Regions from separate parts of the Triticum aestivum genome. Here region 1 is linked to region 2. Evidence: chromatin contacts called from public Hi-C data. All regions are on one chromosome and are shown on one strand. Each heading gives the region's core, a stretch centred on a gene start, on an enhancer-like site or on the middle of the called end of the contact. The rest is flanking DNA. Distances are from core to core; before and after follow the strand shown.

Evidence for each region. Hi-C and Micro-C count contacts between places; a contact is called where the count stands out from the background.
Region 1: a contact with region 2 is called in a Hi-C map of leaf, with 3 times the contacts expected there. The contact joins the enhancer-like site here to the promoter of LOC123071512 in region 2. A contact is called at or near these places in 3 of 5 Hi-C or Micro-C datasets (leaf and an unstated tissue).

What each region holds. Positions count from the first base shown.
Region 1 is chr3B:658,085,632-658,089,532 of IWGSC CS RefSeq v2.1, forward strand. No RefSeq gene overlaps it. Among protein-coding and RNA genes, the nearest start is that of LOC123065984, 38 kb to the left of the region's middle. Within about 2 kb of position 2,285, at least 1 of the 8 cell types and tissues checked has an H3K27ac peak or open chromatin away from gene starts, as enhancers often do.
Region 2 is chr3B:657,831,876-657,835,310 of IWGSC CS RefSeq v2.1, forward strand. It overlaps LOC123071512 (lysine-rich arabinogalactan protein 19), which reads left to right and starts at 1,460. Exons shown (of 1, transcript XM_044495089.1): 1 at 1,460-2,513. The coding sequence starts at 1,652. The coding sequence ends at 2,299.

The sequences.
Region 1 (3,901 bases), core at 1,035-3,534, 250 kb after region 2:
ATCTTCCTACTTGGGCGGAGGTGGATGGGGTGGCTTCTTGTGCTACGACCTACTTCTTCTCCGTCGTTCTTTGTCATGTAGTGGCGTTCTTCAGCTTGCGTTTGGATGTGTGGTTGACCATGGTTGGCCGTGAGGTCGCGGGAGCCTTGCTGTTGTGGTTCGCACTCTGGTCCCTTATGTCTGGGAGCTTTGTTGGCATTGTTCATGCGGCTATAGGGCGAGCAATCTTCCTTCCGACAGTACAACGCCCTTCCAGACAGGGTGAGAGGATTATGGTCCTCTTTGAAGGTAGAATCGGATGGCTTGTTGGCAAGTTCGATGGGAGTAGGCAAAGAGGTGTTGGCTACCGAAGCTGGTGTTGCTTACTGATTTCACCTATGTGGTGGTGTGGCTGTTGTTCTAGGCATTTGGCCTCGGTGGATTAGGTTGGGCTCCTTTATTCTATATTTTGTTTGCTTGCTCAGCCAAGGCCTTTCCTCTAAAAGAAGTCCAACACACTTCACAGTTTAGTTTTTTAGGAGATTCCAAATTCGGAGCAACACAAATGCACATGTTTGAGCAGCGCATGTTGGTACAGAGTACAAAGCCAATAGAGCCACATGCGAAGTTCTTGGTAGGGCGCTCGTTGTACCTTGATTTTCATAGATATTTTATTTTAAGAAACACAATATTGGCATAGATGCTCACATACATGTATATATAAGCATCCCTACAAACGAACGGATGCACACTCTAGTTCTATCATCAATTCCGAGAGGCTAAGTCGATGGGTCTTGATTGACGAAGTCAGCACAGTCGCCTCGCTGTCGATGGAAACATTGTCTCCCACTACAAGAACCGATCTTTTTTACGTGTACGTACATAGTCTGAACGGTCCCTAAAAATGCATGGAAAAGTAAACCGGTATGAAAATCTACATGTCATGTGTTATTAGGCCGAACCCACCTTATTATGTTGTACTTGTACGCAAGGCATTGCGCCTCCCATGCCAATCATGTCCACCATGTCACTCGATCCAGCCCTCGCTCCAGACCTCCAGTCGAACCATAGTAACGGCTTGTCCCACACCAATCAAGGTTTGCTTTTTTTTACCCATATAACGTTGATATTACCTAAGGGAGGTCATCCGAGTGAACTATCATTCCACCAGTAAGGTAGGAACGAACAAACGTATTCTCTTGCTAAAGAAACCACTTGCAGCAAACCTCCTATGACAGATAAATTTGTCATGTTTTTGTATAACGATTTACTATGTTTAAAGTAAAAAAAAACATGTTGTATGAAAAGATTGTCCAAAAAAATTCATGCTGCAGCAGTGTGATTGTCATATATTTTTGGGTATTTGTCATGACCGTGCAATGAATAACTGCCAAGCCTAAAAAGAAAATAATGAAAATTGCCATGCTCATGATTTGTCATGCTGGCTAAAGAGGATTGCCATGCTACATCAATGGAAAAAAAGTGAAAGTTGCTTGTATATAATTTGTTGTTCCAAATGTGTTTTATCATATTGCATACTAACTGAACCATTTAATGTCGTCAGTTCACTGTTTGCTTAGTCGGGTGCATCAAAGCGAACACTTTAGAATTTCCACACGGGATCTGACGTGTCTGAGGGCGTTCGCTCGCAATGGCTAAAAACCTGACGTCAGATTGTTAGCATTTATGTTTTTTAGGGGGATTCAAGAGAGGAGTTAAGGATTCTGCATCAAATTGTCCCCCGAATCGCACACATGTCTCGTGATCTGGGCCGGCCGGTTGGCATCCACAATTGTAGCGACTCACGCGAGCCTTATGGCGAGTAATTTCCCTCCTGTTGTAGTGGTTTCTAGCTTTTTTTGTTTGCATACAGTTTTTCAATACAAAAAGTTATTTTTATTAAGCTTAAGAACAATTTTTGGAAAAGGTGAACATTCCAAAAAATGATTCTGAACGTAGTTTTAAAAACATGAACATTTTTATCAACGAAAATATTTTATAATAACTTATCAATTTTTAACAAGAATTAAAATTGGAACATTTTTAAAAATAAGAATATTTTTTGAGATTGCTAAATTTTAAAAAAATTAAACGTAAAAAAGTTTCAAGAGGCAGAAAAGAAAAATTCCAAAAGAAAAACTGGTAAAACAACAGGAGAAAAACAATGAAAATAACTTGGAACCTTCTTGAAGGTTCTAAATTAACGTATCAGAACCAGCTCAATGGGCCAGCCCAGTTCAGTCGGTCGCACTCTTCCCATGTGCGATTGGTCGGTAGAGCTCCTATTCGACACCATCAGCACCCAAAATGTAGTTGGCGCTCGTGCATGCCCTAGGCGGCCCACGCCCCATTATGTAGTTCGCTCGCTCACTGAGTCGTCCACTAGTACAGAAAAGACAAAACAAATCCGAATTCCTATAGATTAAAAATTGGGCATTAATTTTTTAGAAAAATATTGTAAACTTAATTTAATAAAGCTAGCCATGGTGGCCTTCCCTCAAAAAAATGGGTATTAATTTTTTAGGAAAAATATTGTAAACTTAAAATTATATAAAAAAATAAATGCTCATGAATCTTGTGAATTTGAAAAATATAAAAATAATATAAAAATAAAATTTTAAAAAATGTTTGTGAATTTCAAAAAATAATTGCAAATTTGGTACCTTTTTATAATTTCAGAAAAAAAATCTCATTTGAAAATTGCCTAAAAATCAGAAAAATAATATGAAATTGAAAGTTGATAGCGGATTATATGTAGCGACCACGATCCTAATGAACCGAAGTCTCTGTGCTTAAGTGGCATCCCTGGATCGGTATGCTGACACACACAATACTTAAGAAATTATAACAGAGTTCAATCACACACTTATTACATCGAGATCCTCATAAAGAGTATTTATTAAATAAATAATATGGCTGAAGGCCATCTAAATGAAATAACTGCGGAAGCTTCGAAGATAAATGAGTCCATCAAATTCCAACGACATAGCTGAGTGTATGACAATGACCTAGCGCACATTATTCTTCGTCGGTAAAGTCTACAACATGAGACGTTGCAGCCGTGTAGGTCAACACATGAAATATGCTGACAGAGTTACACTGTAGAGCAAATGAATGAAAATAACTATATCTACATGCATATTTGGCTGGTGGAGGCTCTAAGTTTTATTTTGCAGAAAGCTAATGTTTACAACAAAGGAATAACTTTTATTTACTACAAAGTTTATACCAATATTGAGAAGGTTCCTCCAACTCAATTCCCAAAATTAACCAAGTATCATCGTTAAACCCAATACATTATTTAAAGAGTGATGAGATAAACATAAATATCCACTTCTAGATAATCAAATTGTCCATAACCGGGGACACGACTAACCATGATTAGTTTATACACTCTACAGAGTTTTGCGCACTTTTACTCACAAGACTCGACCGCATCCATGATCGTAAAATCGAGACATAGTCTTTCTGAAGCATTAACTCTCTACTCTCAGTAGACTGGTACACCTACTTTCCCCTACATCTGCTAGTCCATCTCTTCAAGAGCTCACACGACTTACTCAATTATGCCAGAGCCTATAATGGCTTGTGGCTGCACACAGAAGTTTCTAAGTATGAAATATCATATGATCCTTTTGAGCCTGGGTGGCGAACCAAGGGAAAATCACACGGGTACTCCGGAATTCCCATATGCAAGCACGGGTTTCTCCAGGTGTCCCAATCAATCCACCCAGATGTGTATTAAAGTTGCCAACTTAATATTGTCCAAAATTATTATCTCTCACAACTTTCATGAATCACGAACCAATCCCCGTCTACAAGCATGGCTAAGCAATATATTAGCACAACGTATATTCCCAGGGTGATCCAAGGTAATAGGTTCCTACCTCATGAACTAGAACCAAACCACATGTTCCCAATC
Region 2 (3,435 bases), core at 210-2,709:
CAAAAAAAGGTGTTTAACTGTGCTTCTAATAGTTCCAACTTTGCTCCTGTTTCGACGGCGTGTTGAGATGTGGCGGCAATCTCTTCACTAAATAAGTACTTCTGACTTTTTTCCTGTAGTGACGGCGTGTTGTTCGCCATTGGCGGGGAGTAGAGGTGGGTCTTCGCCGACTAGACCTTTGATTTAACTATGTGAGGAATTGGTTCCTTTGTATAACGGACATTGTTTTTCCTTTCCTGGCGGGAGTGGGCGGTGCTTTTCTTCATCATCGAGAAGCTCTCTCTAACCCTTGGACCTTGATGTCATGGACAAGGTGTGCTACCCCGCAAAAAAAAGGTGTGCTCATATTGCCCGAATGGGCCGGAGGGTCGATGTAGTTTCAAAAAACTGAAGGAGAATTCACTTGATGGAGTCCTCGTGGCGGCAATGATGACTCATTGCTACGACGAAGTACTTTGCCATGTGAGTGGTTCTTGTAGACAACAACACATTGGAAGTTACAAGTTACTATTTTACTATCTTGTAGGGGCCTCTGCAGTTGTTCTTTTTTATATGAATACAACATTCTGTTATTAGAAAAAGGTTCTTTGCAACGAAATAGGAAAATTCTCTGAGAATTTGAGATTGCTAACCACATCTGTTTTGAAGTATATTATAATCGAATTTGCCATGTTCTTTGTTGTCAACCAAAGAGTCTAGGTCAGATGGTTAGTTTCTTTGTGGTGGAACTAGCCTACCAGACTTCAAGTCCTAGACTTGACAATGGTGATCATATTTTCTAAAACTATTTTAGGCTTTTCGGCAATGTGTCGTTCAGTGGGAGGAGATGTTTTCATTGATTATGTAGGCGCATATGATGACTTCGTCAATCAAGATGTGATGTTGGCTCAGTATTTTGGAGGTGTGTGTGCGTTCATATAAGTGAGTGTTTGTGTTTGTATGAGTGCATGCGTTTGTACTCTGTTAAAAATAAAACTTAAACTATAAAGCAGGAAGACACATTCAAGCATCTATCTATTACAACGAACTTGTGTGTTCATTCTATTTTTCTAATTCCAACCCCAATGCTCGGCTTATAAAAAGAAACGCTCACTATTGCACCTTGAATCAAATCCTCTTAAGTTTGTGATCAACATCCAAAGTTCGAAACCATACTCAGTCTCAAGTTCGTTTTACAGTTTTATAATTGAAATTTCAGGACTATTTGTTTGGCCGCATTCTCAAAACGCGGGAATAGGAAAAAAAATACAGAGTTGAAGTGACATCGCCTAGTGCATTAGCGTGTATAAGCGGGCTCTAGGCACCGTTTTTTGCAAAAGAGGGTAGTAGTTTTTTTTTTGAGGGGTAAGAGGGTAGTAGTTGTAGTACAAAGAATGTGGAAAAAAAGAGAATGTAACAAAAAAAAATCTGAATCCATACCGTGAAAGTACTGCACGGATCTGAAAACCCCAGCGGTACAACCTTGGTGGCTCCGTTCTTCCCCAAAGGGCAGCAGAGTCCAACAAACCCGCGGACCCACCGAAGTACGCGCCGGCACGCATCCCTCCCCTACTGCGCTGCCGGATCGCCGCCTCCCCACCGGTGACGTTTGCCGTCAATCGCGAATCCGGCGCCAGCCGTTACATCGCTCGTCCGCCCGCACAGCCTCGCCATGGATCGCGCGCGCCACAAGAGCTCGCCCAGCTCCGAGCGCTTCCTCGGCGCATTCCTCCCCCGCGCGGCCGCCGGCGACCAGCCCGCCTCGGCGGCCTTCGAGCTCGACGAGGACGACCTCTTCGGCTCGGGGGTCGGATCTCCCGAGCGGCCGCAGCCGCCGCCGCCGCGCCGGCCCCTGCTCATGTCCTCCGTCCGCGCCGCAAACCCTAGCCCCCGCCTCCGCCGCCCGCCGGGGGGCATCCTCGAGGCCCTCCCCGAGCGCCTCGGGCCTCTCTCGCCGCCCCCGTCTGCTTCGTCCGCCTCGACGTCCCCCGCGTCTCCGGCGATGGCCCTTCCGCGCATGATCCCCGCCATCCCCCGCCCGGCGCCGACGCCGGCGATGCAAATGCCGCAGTCCGCGCCGGTGAATGTCCCGGTAGCGCGGCTGCGGCGACCGCCGTTCGAGACGTTCGTGAGTGAACCGGATGAGGAGGAGGACGACGACGAGATGCTGCCGCCGCACGAGATGGTGGCGCGCTCGCGGGCGCGGGAGTCGCCCATGACGACCTTCTCGGTGCTGGAGGGCGCTGGACGCACCCTCAAGGGGAGGGACCTCCGCCAGGTACGCAATGCCGTGTGGCGGAAGACCGGCCTGCTCGATTGATCCATTGCGTTTGCAATTGGCAGCTGCCTTCGACCACATTGATTGAGTTTGTGTGTTTGAATTATTTTGTACATTACGCGTGATCAGGTGTTAATTTTAGCTACACCTGTAAAATGTGTGTTGTATCGCTCACCAGTGCGGCATTACTCTTATTTATGAACTCTCTATTTGAGCTGTCAGGAGACATTGAACTATTTGGTATGGATTAAGATAATTGCGTTCTTATGTATCTTTCTGTGTTATAATTTACCCCAAGAGATATGGTTTACCGATCCTTTCTATTGTTACATTCCGAAAGTACGAACTTTTAACATTGAAAGATGTAAACTTAGGCATATTTTGAGATATTGTGATGTAGATTACTTTGGACTGCACTTATGGAGCTGGATTCTTTACTTGAGCTTGTTAGCTACTGCAGCTTTGTTTGGTGAAGAAGGTAGTTTTGCAGTTCTTTTTGCCGATGTGATTCTGCAAACTATCCATGATTCATCGTATTTGAGGTTGCACGTAGGATGTGGAAATGGATCATTGGTGCAAAATTGTTCAGGTGTTATAAATTTGACTGCAATTGATGGTGCTGTTCAGTATTTAGGTTTGAGTTAAATATGCTCTGCGTGCTGCTTAGCTGAAGGTGTGTGCTCGAATTTTCATTGTGATGTTTACCTCGATATTAAAATTATTTTAGTTTTAGTCTAAACCCAGGTTTAAATATTGTTCATAGTATCGTCGAACACTATCTTTTATGTATGCCAGATGGTCAGGTCTATGGAGCTGTGATTCGGGAATTCCAAAAGAAATCGATGGCTTAGCTGTCCAAATAGTTCAGGCAAACAGAAAATATAGCTTAATGGAGCTCCATGATCACCCACTTGTTTTTATTATCAAGGAACACTTGTTGCCTTTCCCAGCTGTATGAACTAGAGATTGGTCGCCAGCATATCTGAAATCTTGTCCTGATGGAAAACTGGCAATTATGTGTTGAGGATCTTCTTCGTACTACTACACAGGAGTTGTCTGTCTATTACACATATCTGGAATACATGGTCCAACCAATAGAGCAACTGAGCAACGGGCAAATCTCTGTTCCCTTTCATTGATGCTTTTGCCTGCATATTCTGTATTGGGCCGGTCATAAA